2 separate regions of the Mus musculus genome follow, and region 2 is linked to region 1. Evidence: chromatin contacts called from public Hi-C data. All regions are on one chromosome and are shown on one strand. Each heading gives the region's core, a stretch centred on a gene start, on an enhancer-like site or on the middle of the called end of the contact. The rest is flanking DNA. Distances are from core to core; before and after follow the strand shown. Region 1 overlaps Aldh3a2 (aldehyde dehydrogenase family 3, subfamily A2). Region 2 overlaps Epn2 (epsin 2).

Region 1 (7,104 bases), core at 1,480-3,979:
AGCCATTCCTGTAGTGAAGGGGGGGTTATTATACCCCAGGGCTTCAGAACTCACAGGACAGGGATTGCTGGAGAACACTGCGAGCTGTGGAGCACACTTAAGGGATGGGATGGTCAGAGGCGCTCCCGAGCAAGCGGGGCATCATTCTCCCTTAGATCCTAGTGTGGCTAAGCAGGGATGTGGCAGAGAGATCTGTGTGGATCTGGCTTCCTGCTGCTGGGGCCTGGCTGGGCCCAAAGCTCCAAGCCTCACTGCCTTCCTGGGGTCCTAATTAACTCGGCCTACTCAATGAGAACGTAACATGCTTATTGAATGTATAGCCGTGTTTGCTGAGTAACCTGTCCCACCGTTGAGGCTATCTGAAGTGTATTGTATGAAGGAAGTATCAAGAACAAATCATTGGCCCGTTATAGCAAATAGTTGCTTAAGTAGCAGTTGTCATAGACTAATCATAAAATATTTTGCACAAAATTTCAATGTTGAACTTGCACTTACTGTTGTTATAGTAAATTATAAATCACAGCTTCTAGCTAGGCCAAAATACTTACTCTACTGATCTTCAAAATAAATGTATTTCATAAATTATTGTGTGTTAATTTTGACCTCAGAAATGGAGATATGATGCAAAGTTCCTTTGTAAATCCATTTTTCCTTTCTATCCCTCAAGGATGTCGTTTGCTAACATTGGTTGTCATGCTTTTTTATTTGAAATTTTCTCAGACCTCACATTCTGTTCTGTGAGTATGTGATGGTCATTGTGCCATGTGTCACCACTGAGCCTAGAGCTGTGTCCACCAGTCACAGGCCCGAAAACAACCGAGAATTTGGATCAGCGCCATCTGCCATCCTGAGGCTGTGTGACCAGACAAGCTGGGCTTTACAGCTCTGCTCACACCGTAGCACCGCTGTAAAGGAGAGCACCACAGAGCAAGCACTTCTCAGTCTGAGACAGGTGAACTGAGGCAGAGGAGGGCTGCCTGGCCGGGCTTCCCACCTGTGGCCTCCAGGGTACCCAGAGCTGCCTAGCTAAGGGCTTGCTCACCCTTCTCACAGCTCCACAAAGACTGGTAGACAGCGCCAGGAAAGACTGGAATGTTATCAGTGCTTTTTGAAATTTTGTTTTATTTAAAATCCAATTTATATCCTGGAAAAAGACCAACCATCTCTGGACTCTCACTCTTCGGTTAGGCTAATGTTCCAAAGAACAGTCTGGGTCAGAGATGAGAAAGCCTGGTTGGTCACAGCATAACCATCACTCTGTGTAATTGAGTGTCACCAAAAGGTGCCAAGGAAGTGTGCAGGATCCTTCTGCACTTGATCACTTGTTCATGGAACGGGGGGTATATGCTGGTGACGGATGGATGCCTGGCTTTCTTTGTTTCTCACTTCCTATAGTGTCTAGAGGGCTCTAATGACAGTGGCCCAACTTGTGAGAAGATGCTACTCCTAGAGGAGCCCCCAGGTGGTGTTCCCATTTTCTCTGCTGGCTGGATGTGAAAGGATACCCCTGCCCGGAGTACATAACACTCAGCCTTGACCCCATCATGAAGTTAATTCTGGGGTAGCTGTCCTAAGCACTGCATAAACAGACTCCAGAGTACAGGGACAGGGAAATCGCACAGCAGGAAGTCCAGGTTACAGTGAGCTGCATTGGCTGGGCCTCAGGAGAGAAAATGCATGGCAGAATAGTATCATCCAGACAGCACAGGACTGATGATACACATGTGAACTTAGGCTGTGACAGCATGTACAAGCCCTGCACAGGTTCAAACCAGACAGAGTCCCAGCACTGAGAAGGAGAGGTGGACACAGTCCCATATCTGTTGGGAAAGGACAATTGTATTTTCTCCAGTGGAGTGTCATTGGTGTAGCAGCCACACTCCAGAGCAAGCCCAGTGCTCAGGAGTAGTGAACTCAGTGGCTGACAACAGTGAACTCAATGGTGTTTTGTGTACTTCCATTTTGTTTTGGTATTTTTTGTCTTACTGATTTTGGTTTTGGTCTGTTTTAATTTTGGAATGTTTTTGTTTTTATTGGTTTCCTGTTTTATTTTAGAGAGAAAGAAAAAACACGAAGTTGGGTGGGTGGAGAAGTAGGAGGATCTGGGAGGGACTAGGGAAGGCAAAGACTATGATCAAAATATATTGTGAAAGATAAAATTTAATGGGTGGTAATGGCACATGCCTTTAGTCCCAGCACTCAGGAGGCAGAGGCAGGTGGATCTGTGTGAATTTGAGGCCAGCCTGGTCTACAGAGAGATTTCCAGGACAGTCAGGGCTACACAGAGAAAACTTGTCTTGGAAAACACACACATGCACTCTCGAGTGCCCACGTGCACACACACACACACACACACACACACACACACACACACACATTAAAGCAGTCTGTAGCTGTCTTCATAGTAGGAGATTTTAAGCCTGTAGTCAGTTTCCTAGCTGCCAGGATGACTTCATCTGATTGCAGAGGCAAAGCCACACTGTAGTAGGACTCAGGCTCTGCTTAGAACATCAGGTCAAGAAGATGGTGTCAGGACAAGCTCATCTTTCAGGTCTCTTGGGCTGCTTGCCCAGGTCCAGGCCAGTTTGAACCCTTTCAGCACTGTGGGATAGCTTTGGGGGCTTCTGCCCTTTTTTGTGTCTATAACTGCAGATGCTAAGGCTTGGGTACCCTACATCCCACGCCCTCTGGGTACTTCTGGCTGAACAGTTATTCTGCCTACACAGACCAGGCACAGTGTGTGACTGGTTGCCAGCAGAAGCTGATGGACACTAGAGAGCAAGCTTCCAATCCAACTGCACATGACTGCAAAGCTCCGGGGGCCTGCCAGAGAGAAGTGGTGAATGAGACCAAGTGACTCCGAGTCTCCTGACATCCTCACACTGCCCACTCGTGGCCACCTATGATTCTTTACTATCAAGGCGAGCACTGTAGCAGTGAGATCACAGAGGGAAGCCAGTGGTACAGCACATGATGGCATGCCCAGGGTCTCCCAGGACTCATTGGGTACATTGATGACTGCCATTAGGAGACAACCTGGGCATGCGACTCCACCCAGCCTCATTTGCTTCTAGGGCTGAGTGTTCTCATCTCTTCTCTCCTGAGGAGTCTATGGCAGAGGTCAGGGCACTGCATCCTTCCTGCCTTCCTTATGAAGACCCTTGGGATTACATCAATTTAATCCAGCTATCACCCCACCTCAAGATCCTTAAAGTATCTGTAAAATCCTGTGTACCATCCAGCATAGGTTCTGAAATATAGGAGGTAGAGAAAGGATCTCACTATGTAGCTCTGGATGCCCTGAAACACTGTATATTAGACCAGGCTAGCTTTGAACTCACAAAGATCCACCTGCTTCTGCTTCCCTAGTGTTGGGATTAAAGAAGTGGCCTACCATGCCCAGGGTTTTTTTTTTTTTTTTTTTTTGGCAGGGGTGGTGGTGGCTGGGTGTGGAGGCTCACATGTTTTTAATGTATATAGTACAAAGTAACATTTTTTTGTCAGATACATGTATAATTTTATATGGTCCCTTCCTTTTCTCCAAATGCTCCCCGTGTGTGTGTGTGTGTGTGTGTGTGTGTGTGTGTGTGTGTGTGTGTGTTTAGACTGATGTAAGGTATAGTCCTCAGTTGCCTTCTACCTTATTTTTTTGAGACTATCACTGTCTGAATCTAGAGTTCACCAATTGTGTAGATGGGCCAGTGGGCACCAAGGACCTGCCCATTTCTGCCCTCAGACGGCTGAGGTTTCAGGCTTGAGCCACCATGTCTGCTTTTTACGTAGATGCTTGGGATCTGAACTAATGACAGCAAGTCCCCTCCCCCTACTTTTTCCAGAGTCCATATAATGAAAGGAAGTTCGTGATAGTTGTTTTTCTGGCTTACTTCACTTAATATGATTTCCAGATCTATGAGTTTTCCTGTGACACTATTTCCTCCTTTATAATGGAATAAAACTCTGTTGTAGACAAATATTATTTCCTTGTTATCCATTCATCAATGGATGGGCATCCAGGCAGCTTCTATGGTGTGGTTCTATGAACATGGTTGTCTTAGTCAGGGTTCTAGGATCAAACACCATGCCTAAGAGCAAGTTGGGAAGGAAAGGGTTTATTTGGCTGACACTTCCACATCTTGGCTTATCACTGAAGGAAACCAAGACAGGAATGCAAACAGGGTAGGAATGAGGGATGGGAGGCAGGAGCTGATAAAGAGGCAGTGGAGGGGTGGTGCTTACTGTCTTGCTCCTCATGGCTTGCTCAGCCTGCTTTCTTGGCTCTACCCCATCAATCATTAATTAAGAAAACGCACTCTAGCCAGAACTTATGGAAGTATCTCCCCAGTTGAAATCCCCTCCTTTTGGATAGCTGTAACTTGTGGCAAGTTGGCATAAAATCAATGGAGTTTGTGACCCCTGGGGTGGGGGAAAGCATAGACTCAATCTAATTATAATTAACAGATTTATTGGTTAGCTGCTAGGAGGATGAATAATCTCCAAGCCAAATTTGAGTTTGCTGTGAAGGAGGGTATCTTCGTTAAGAGTTTCCATTGCTAGGAAGAGATGCCATGACCAAGGCAACTCTTGTAGAAGACAATATTTAATTTGGGGCTGGGTTATAGGCTCAGAGGTTTAATCCATTATCATCAAGGCAGGAAGCATGGCAGTATCCAGGCAGGCATGGCACAGGAGGAATTGAGAGTTCTACATATCTTGATCTGACTGCAGCCAGGAGAAAACTGACTCTTCTGCATTGGGCAGAGCTTCAAATCCCCTGAACCTCCCCCCCCCACAGTGACATACTTCCTCTAATAAGTCCACACCTCCTAACACCCTCCCCATAGTACCACTCCCTGTGGGCCAAGCATATTCAAACCACCACAGAAGGGGATGGGGAAGGCCTTTTAAAGGGGACCACACAAACACCTTCAATATCTATGCAAGTAAATAAAAATTGTTGTGTTCTGCCAAGTTAAAAAAAAAGATTAAAGCAACTCAAAACAACCTTAGGGTATCAGTGTAAGCAAGTTACCAAAGCAAAATAATAATAATATAATAATAATAATAATAATAATAATAATAACAAAACCAAAGAAACCCCCAGTCATATCAAAACAAGATATGGCTATACATTACTGGGTGGGGGTCACTGAGTCAGGGTTACCAGACACATATCTTTGAGGGACTGGAGTTGGAGACAAATGGGTAGTGGATACCAAGATGGATGCCTAGCATAAGATGGAACTTCTTTAGCCATAACACTATCCAGCACAATGGGTATACATGTATCTCTATGATGGATATACATGTATCTCTATGATGGGTATACATGTATCTCTATGATGGGTATACATGTATCTCTATGTTGGGTATACATGTATCTCTATATGATGATACAATTCCTTTAGGTAGTACCCTAGTTTCATTTATGTTCCTTTTAAAAAAAAATCCAGATAAAAAGCAACCTGGGTGTGACGGTTTGAATGAAAATGGCCCTCATAGGCTCATAGCGAAGGGCATTATTAGGAGGCGTGGTCTCATTGGAGTAGGTGTGGCCTTATTGGAGGAAGTGTGTCACTGAGGGTGGGCTTTGAGGAGTCAGAAACTCAAGCTAGACCCAATGTTGCTCTCTTCCTGCTGCCTGCCGATGTGGATGTAGAGCTCTCTACTCTCCCTCTCCAGCACCATGTCTGCCTGTATGCAGCCATGTTTCCCACCATGAGAATAATGGACTAAACCTCTGGACTATAAGCCAGCCCCAGTTAATTGACTAACATTTAAATGTTTTCCTTTATAAGAATTGCTGTGGTCATGGTGTCTCTTCACACCAATAGAAACCCTAACTAAGGCACTAAGAAAGAAAGGATTCTAGCTCGAAATTCTGGGTTACAGCCCATTCTATTGTGGTAGTCATGGTGGCAGGAGCTTGGAGAATCACATCCACTGTCTAGAGTAAAGAGAAATTGTCTCAGCCAGGTGTGATGGCACACACCTTTAATCCCAGCACTTGGGAGGCAGAGGCAGAGGCAGGCGGATTTCTGAGTTTGAGGCCAGCCTGGTCTACAGAGTGAGTTCCAGGACAGCCAGAACTACACAGAGAAATCCTGTCTCGAAAAACCAAAGAGAGGGGGAGAGAGAGAGAGAGAGAGAGAGAGAGAGAGAGAGAGAGAGGGAGGGAGGGAGGGAGGGAGGGAGGGAGGGAGGGAGGGAGGGAGAGAGAGAGAGAGAGAGAGAGAGAAATTATCTCATGCATGCTCACATGTCTTCTTCATTCTTAGACATTTCAGGGCCCTCTAAGACATTGTGTTGCCCACTCTAGGCTGCATCTTGCCACATCAATTAACTTATCTAAGTCAGTCCCCAGTCCCCACAGTCATGTCAGAGGCAAACCCAGTGTAGACAGTTCTTCATTTAGACTCTCTTTCCAGATGAGTCTATGTTATAGCAAGTTGATTGCTAAAGCTAGCCATAGAAATGTGGCTGGGTCATAGGGTAGTTCTGTCTTTAGGTTTGTTTGTTTGTTTGTTTGTTTTTATGAAGGTTTTAAAATATTAGTTTTTATGTGCACTAGTACTTTGCCTGCATATATACATGTGCACAACATGTGTGCCTGGTACCTGTGTAAGACAGAAGAAGACATGGGATGCTGGGGAGCTGGAGTTACAGATAGTTGTGACCTGTCACGTCACAGGAACCAGGAACCAAATCTGGGTCCTCGTAAGAGCACCCACTGCTCTTAACCACTGAGCCATCTCTTTTTGGATTTACTTACACAGTGGTAGTTTAATTTACAGTCTTACTAACAGAGCATAAGAATCATTGCCCATCCCCTCCTTGTCAGAGTCAGCACACACACACACACACACACACACACACACCCTGCCTAAGGAAAGCCATTTTGACTGGAGTGAAAAGAGATTTGTGTTATTTTAAATTTCATCTCCTTGAGGGTGAGAGAGGAACTTTTTTTTCAGTAATTTATTGGCCATCTGTATATCTTCTCTCTTGAAAAATGTCTGTCAGTTCTTTTGCTCATTTATAGGCAGGGTTTTTTTTTTGTCCCTTCAATTTTTGAGTGTTTTATATATTTGAGGTATTAATGACTGA
Region 2 (7,104 bases), core at 1,951-4,450, 300 kb before region 1:
TATTTTTTAAATTTATTTATTTATTTATTTATTTATTTATTTGAGACAGGGCCTGTCCTGGAGGAAGTTACTCTGTAGACCAGGATGGCCTCTAATTCTCTGCCTCCTGAGTGCTGTGTCTGGCTTTAAAGATTTATTTTTATTTTATTTGTATTAGTGCTTTGCCTGCATATATGCCTGGTTCCCTGAATTGTCGCATAGGTTCTGGAAATTGAACCTGGGACCTCTAAGTATGGGCCAGGCATACTGCTGGATATCAAATCAATCACATGACATATCCCAAAGTTGTGGGCATTAGGTGGATCTGAAATGACTTAACAACTTTGACACATCTGTGGTTAAGCTGAAATGCTCAATCCTCCAGGAAAAGAGCCAAGACCTGCTGAGGTGCTGGCTGAAGGTGAAGGAAATACAGAATGGGTAGTAGAGGAAGGTAGTTATAAATACCAATTAAGGCCACGTAACCAATTGCAGAAACGAGGATTATAAAGTAATATGAATGCCCATTGTAAATTTACTAATGCGTTTGCGATTGTACGAGGGATAGTTATATCATGTTAGGCGTATTTACAACCTTGTTATTGTTTCATGTGAACATGAGATATTATTTGTGTCAAGTTGACAAGGGGTGGATTGTAGTGGCTATTCCTGGTTGTCAACTTGACAATATTTGGAATGAACTACAATCCGGAATTGGAAGGCTCACCAGTGACCCTTATCTGGAGGCTTGGAGATCCTTATCTGGATCTTGGTTTGAAGATCTTGAGCCATAGTGGCTATGGATTCCAGAAGATTGAATCTCCGAGTTTAAGGAACACACCTTTAATCTGGGCTACGCCTTTCATCTGGGATTAAAGGTGTGGTGGAACACACCTTTAATCTGATCTACACCTTCTGCTGGAGACAATATAAGGACATTGGAAGAAGGGAGTCTAGCTCTTGCTCTTGCTCCTTCGCCTGCTTGCTGCGTGAGACTGAGTAACTGCTAGATCCTTGGACTATGAGATATTATTTGTGTCAAGTTGACAAGGGGTGGATTGTAGTGGCTATTCCTGGTTGTCAACTTGACAATATTTGGAATGAACTACAATCCGGATTGACTGGAAATCAGAGGTGTCTTTTTCTTCTATGAGGCCCAACCTGTTACTGCATACAGTAAATTACAAGTGAAAAACCTAATTAAATCAGATGTACAGTCACTCTGAAAAAGGTTTTATCTGTTTTCTGACAGGTTTTGGGGATTCATGAAAGCTGAACAGATGGGTAGAGAGGCAGAACATGCCGCCATCTAATGGAGTCAGTGCTCTGGCCTCAGGCACAGACAGGGCTCCTCAGCCTATCTGAGTGAGCAGAGAAGGCAGCTGAGGCTTTATGAATTGTCTCCTTATCTCTGTGGCTGTAGGTGATGAATGACCATTGTATTCTTTGTGTCGCCTTTTTGTTTATTTTTCATGCACCCATTGCCTGCTTAACTGAGTCTTGAAGAAAGAAACTAGGGATGTCTGGTATTTCTCTGACAGAAACACCACAGCAATCCAGGGAGAGGAAGGTTCACTTTAGGTGCCAGGTTCTGGGCTGCCTGAGGATCTGTAGGGAGGGTCTCAGCCTGTTACAGTAGCCAGCCAACTTTAAGATTCCACACCTTGTATTTTATATTTCTGATGGGAAGGAACTACCTCTACTGTTACAAGGAATTAAGCCATAGGGACTGAGCAACTGTAGCAGGGCTGCCGAGGGCCCTTGTTTTCTCTCAAGTCTTCAGTTGTCTTGAGATTTGTTTCTTTATCTTACAGATGAGGATTGTGGCCTGAGGACAGGAATACTGTTTGTAAGTGTAATATCGTTTATTCAGGTGTTTATTTCATGTTGGGCACAGTGTTGGATCCTGGCTCTTCACTGTGAATGGGACAGATGGCGATCACCATACATGCTGGAGATGGGAGATGTGGACCTTACTCTAGCTCTTGTTCATCTGAAGAAAGGAAGGAGATGTGTGCACTGGAGCCTGTGATTCAGCTCTGGGGTTCGGCTTTCCTCTCTGAGATGAGGTGTTAGGCTTGTCCCTGGTCAGAAGATCCTGAGAGCTGGGGTATATGGGGAATGGAAGGTGGTAGTGTAGGTTGTTAGCTTTTCTATAGAAGAGCAGTCAGCATTTCACTAATTCATGCTCAGGAAGGGTCACAGAGAAATGGCACTTAAGGAGAATTTTCTAGGCAGTTAGGGGCTCATGAGCCAAAGCCCAATTTTAAAGTCATAGACAGGCATTTTAGGCTTAAGGTATTTTTGAAATGAGACTTTGTTGCCCCAACACGGAAAACTCTAAGGACTGGACAGGAGTACATCTCAGTGCTGAGGTACATAGTTGATATGCATGTGGCCCAGAGTTCAGTACCCAGCACCAAAGGTTAAAAATACATTTATCACGACATCTCACCCAGTACCTCAGTTTTCCTACATTCGGCTTTTGTTTGGCATTAAAGATAGGCCGCAGTAAAGCCGGGTGTGGTGGTGCACGCCTTTAATCCCGGCACTCAGGAGGCAGAGGCAGGCAGATTTCTGAGTTCGAGGCTAGCCTGGTCTACAAAGTGAGTTCCAGAACAGCCAGGGCTAAACAGAGAAACCCTGTCTTGAAAAAACAAACAAACAAACAAACAAACAAAAAACAAAACAAAAAGATAGGCCACTGCAAGCTAGCCACTCCGGCAAAAACCTTAGGAGATAGAACAATGATCATGGTGTTTGCTTAAGGTTTAAATGAGTTTATTGTTTAGCATGTGGCATTTCTGACCTGATCTTAGTTTTGAAAGCAGGATGGATGTTTTTGTATCCATGGAACTAGGTATGTTCTTGTACACTGCTTGTCTTGGGCTCTCCCATCCTCACCAGTGCTTCTTATAAAAGCAATGTGTTCTTTTTCTCTCTAGGGCATGGCTGCCAGCTTCTGGGACCTGAGGCTTTGGAGGAGGAAATGACTGTGGAGGGCCATTTTGTTCCATCTGCATTTCTGACACGGAAACTTCCTAGGGTGCAGGCTTAGGGGACAGGAAAGTTTCTCTTGAAGGGCTTCACATTTGTAACAAAGAAGATAAAAATGACAACTTCATCTATCAGACGGCAGATGAAAAACATTGTGAACAATTACTCAGAGGCTGAAATCAAAGTCCGGGAGGCCACCTCCAATGACCCGTGGGGCCCATCCAGCTCTCTGATGACTGAGATTGCTGACCTGACCTACAATGTGGTAGCGTTCTCGGAGATCATGAGCATGGTTTGGAAGCGACTTAATGACCATGGCAAGAACTGGCGGCATGTATACAAGGCACTGACACTGCTGGACTACCTTATCAAGACAGGTTCTGAGCGGGTGGCCCAGCAGTGCCGTGAGAACATCTTTGCCATACAGACTCTGAAGGACTTTCAGTACATTGACCGTGATGGCAAAGACCAGGGTATTAACGTTCGAGAGAAATCAAAGCAACTGGTTGCGCTCCTCAAGGATGAGGAGCGGCTGAAGGTTGAGAGAGTTCAGGCTCTCAAAACCAAAGAGCGCATGGCTCAGGTGGCCACTGGCGTGGGCAGCAACCAAATCACCTTTGGCCGTGGCTCCAGCCAGCCCAACCTTTCTACCAGCTACTCAGAGCAGGAGTATGGCAAGGCTGGGGGCTCGCCGGCATCCTACCACGGCTGTGAGTAAACAAAGTACCTCACCTTTATGCGAAAGCTGAGTGGCAGGTGCTGGGGCTGAACACCTGAGCACCTTAGTTCTCAGCCTCTGGCTGAGACCCAGGCGACAGCGTCCTCGATCTAGATTGAGTTACTTACAAAGGGGCTTTTGGTCCCCCTGGCTGCTCTGTGGGTCTTCTGGGAATTTAGTCAAGGCTATGCCATGCTTCTTAAGTTCTTAGGGGAACGTGGACTCCAAGGCCAGTCTCGCCAGATTATTTTTTTGTCCTAGAATGTCAGTCAGCCAAGGGATTGTCCTGCTTTCCAAACCTACAGGGACTCAAATACCTAGTAGCCAGGAGGAAATGACCCTTGTACTTGATCATTTATTTCTGAATCTTGCATTCAGTGTCTTTTTCTACCAACTGAATTGCAGGTCTCTATAATAGCTCAGTCCTTAGTATTTCATTAACCAGACAAGGTTGGATGTCTCTGTTTCACCTAGAAAGGAACACTCTAGGTTAGCATCAGTAAGACTTTCTCCTCACATATGCAAAAGAGTCTCCAGGATTTGATTTGTATGGCTGGGTCTGTGCTGTGCAGGACTGATCTGCGTTCTGATTGTGTGTTGGATCACTTTGGGTCTTTGTTCTATATTCAGAAGACGTTTCAGGGAGAGGAAGTGGTGTTTGGGCCTTGTAGAAGCTGATTTCTGATCCTGCTAGTCTCCTGGGCACTGCCAAGAAGTTATCTCAGGCACACTACACTGTTCATCCTCTATTTCTTAGGGCTGGGCAGCTACTAAGGATCCTGAACTCAGAGAGAAAGGTGGCTCTGGTGGCCCTAGGATGCAGTAGAAACGGGCTTCCAAGCCTATATCCTTCAGAACAGTACATTATGTCAACATAACAGAAACCTTTTTGTTTTTTACTTTCTGAAAGTGAGTCCCCCTGGGTAGCCAGCCTGGCTGCAAACTTGCTATCTTCCTAATCAACCTTCAGGGTGCTGGATGATGGGTGTGTGCTATCTGCATGACCAGCACGGCAGAACACCTTTCCTTCTTAATTTGCTACACACCAGCATTTTCCACTTTTGTATAATAGGCTTCAGTTTGACTTTCTTTGTACCACCATTAGAATTTTGAGGAATGTATTTATTATGTAAGAGATTTACATATCAAAGTCAGGCTTCCTGCCTCTAGGAATTCTAAGTTATTATTAGGGTTGGAGCAGGTTAACATTTTCTTGTATTTCTGGCTATCGTAATTTTCAAGTTTGAGTTGCTTTCTTTAATCTGATGATGACTTGTGAGATAACTTATATCTGAAGGTAGCCGTAAGTCTCTTGAAATCTCCCTGCATTAAGGATTAAGTTGCACACCAAAATAAGCAAACAAACTAATTAATTAAAAAAATAAGATTGGCCCATCAGGAGAAGTTTTATTTTCCTCAAGGTCCCTCCTGTGGAGGATACAAAGCGGGTTGGAACCCTCATAGTTTTAAACAGGGCAGAACATCAAGGTACAGGGTGAGATGGTAGTGTAGAAGCCTGGTTGTTTCATCAGACCCTTCTTACACCATGCCTGAGATCTTTAGCTGTTGATCCTGCCTTGCTTTTAAGGTCCTAATGCTCTGAATGTTCTTATTTTCTAGACTCTGACCTTGAACTGAAATCCAGGGTCAGAGTGTGGCAACAGGCTCTTCATGACCACCAGGCACAGGGCACTGACTTCAGGGATGAGGCAGAACCCTGGGTGGTCTTGGCCTATGTCCCCTACACACTGCTGCGCATCCTCTAATGGTGTGTCTCTTTTTGTGTATGTGTGTGTGTGTCCCTGCTCAACAGCGCCAGAGGCCTCGCTGTGCCCCCAGCACCGCACAGGGGCCATGCTGGGTCAGAGTGAGGAGCTGCAGCCACTGAGCCAGCGCCACCCCTGCCTGCCGCACCTGGGCCTAGCCTCCCACCCTAATGGCGACTGGGCCCAGCCCTGCCTCACTTGTGACCGCGCAGCCCGAGGTGGGACAGCGGTTTACTTTTCTTCATAGAAATGCCATGCAGCTTGCTTAGGGTGGGGCTTGTCATGTCAGTACAGCCAACTCTCTCCCTGCCTCCTGCTGGACCTCCTGTCTAGCTAGCTTCCAGTGCTTGGAATCCTTTCTGCCTCTCTTTCCTGGGAGCTTACAGCCCTGTGCTCCCCTGCCCACACTCATATAACCACCTGCTTAGAGGGGAGCTGCTTAGTGGGTAGGCATGGGTGATGATTCTATCTTCCCTGTATCCCTTGTTCTATGAACTAGAGGTGCTTTGTTGCCTGCCAGGCCACAGAGTGGTAGTGGACCCAAGCGATTGGCCTTTTTGAGATGGAAATGTATGCTTTCAATTTCTGAAAGCTAGTAGCAGACCCTCAGTGATAGCCACTGGAAGCCACTGTTCCCAGTGTAGGAGTAGAAAACTGTTGGACTTCCAGTGGGATTATTTTTGCTTTCCAATGGCCTGTTATCATTGCTGAAATCCCCATTGTCACAATGAACAGAGAGTTAGCTGTACTGTCAATTCTAGGTCACTGTGTTTGAAGAGGCTGAATTCAATGGGTAACTAAAAAATGGGGCTTCTCTTTTGCCTAATTAATAATGCATCCTGGTCAGAGCTACACTGTTGCAGGTTAAACTGGAAACAGATTTTCACTGTTGCTCACAAGAAAATAGTCTCAGTCTAATCTCCCTTTGGTCATAAATGGGTTCTCACTGGAGAAGAAAGCTCTCTTCTACTTTTGCCCAAGGGGCACCAACAGCAAGCCTTTGTGTAATTTCCCTGATAAGGTAGCCAACCTCTATTGAGCCCTGGAGACAGATCTCACTCATTCATGCCTCACTAATATTACAACCTGCTTAACTTGAGTATTTCTGTGATCATTATATTTAGATCTGGGATATTTTCCTTTGTGTCCTGTCTTCTAAGAGTTTGTATGGGCTTTTGGCTTTACTGTTTGGAAAGGTAAGGAAGACCAGCTTTACACAGTTACTGATGTCAGGGTTAGAACTGTTTGGAAGGGTTTCCCAGTGACATGGAAGTTGCATACCCATTATTTTGCTACCACTTGCTTAGGATCTGTTCTCAGGTTCTCCTAGAGCTTCATGGAGCTCTTCTCCTTTTCCTCTGTCCTAGGCAGTGACTCAGGTGAGTTGTTTGAGATGGGTAACAACTAGGTCCCCAGACCCTGCAGGGACTTGTCCAGATCAAAGATGGCATGATGGTGGTTTGAGGATAGCTTTTTCACAAGCCAATTTTTTTTTCCTTTTCTCTTCACTGCCTTCAAATCTGTAGAAATAACCTTGGAAAACTCTTCAATTTTCTTCTTTAACTCATCTATGACTTGTATCCATTGCTAGCTTCTCTTTGGTTTCCTTGCCTTCAACCTATCTGTTTCTACCCACCCTTCATT

What was found. A called contact is a pair of places that touch in the nucleus more often than the background predicts.
Region 2: a Hi-C map of liver shows a contact between it and region 1, with 2.8 times the contacts expected there. The contact joins two enhancer-like sites. A contact is called at or near these places in 1 of 484 Hi-C or Micro-C datasets (liver) and 1 of 9 other capture datasets (embryonic stem cells).

The regions. Positions count from the first base shown.
Region 1 is chr11:61,238,331-61,245,434 of GRCm38.p6, reverse strand. Aldh3a2 (aldehyde dehydrogenase family 3, subfamily A2) reads left to right here. Exons shown (of 10, transcript NM_007437.5): 10 at 1-683. Among named protein-coding and RNA genes, the nearest start is that of Aldh3a2, 25 kb to the left of the region's middle. Within about 2 kb of position 2,729, at least 4 of the 459 cell types and tissues checked have an H3K27ac peak or open chromatin away from gene starts, as enhancers often do. A contact at or near this core is called in liver, where this site is marked.
Region 2 is chr11:61,542,732-61,549,835 of GRCm38.p6, reverse strand. It overlaps Epn2 (epsin 2), which reads left to right. Exons shown (of 11, transcript NM_001252188.2): 3 at 2,925-3,686; 4 at 5,508-5,678. The coding sequence starts at 3,092. Among named protein-coding and RNA genes, the nearest start is that of Epn2, 33 kb to the left of the region's middle. Within about 2 kb of position 3,200, at least 12 of the 459 cell types and tissues checked have an H3K27ac peak or open chromatin away from gene starts, as enhancers often do. A contact at or near this core is called in liver, where this site is marked.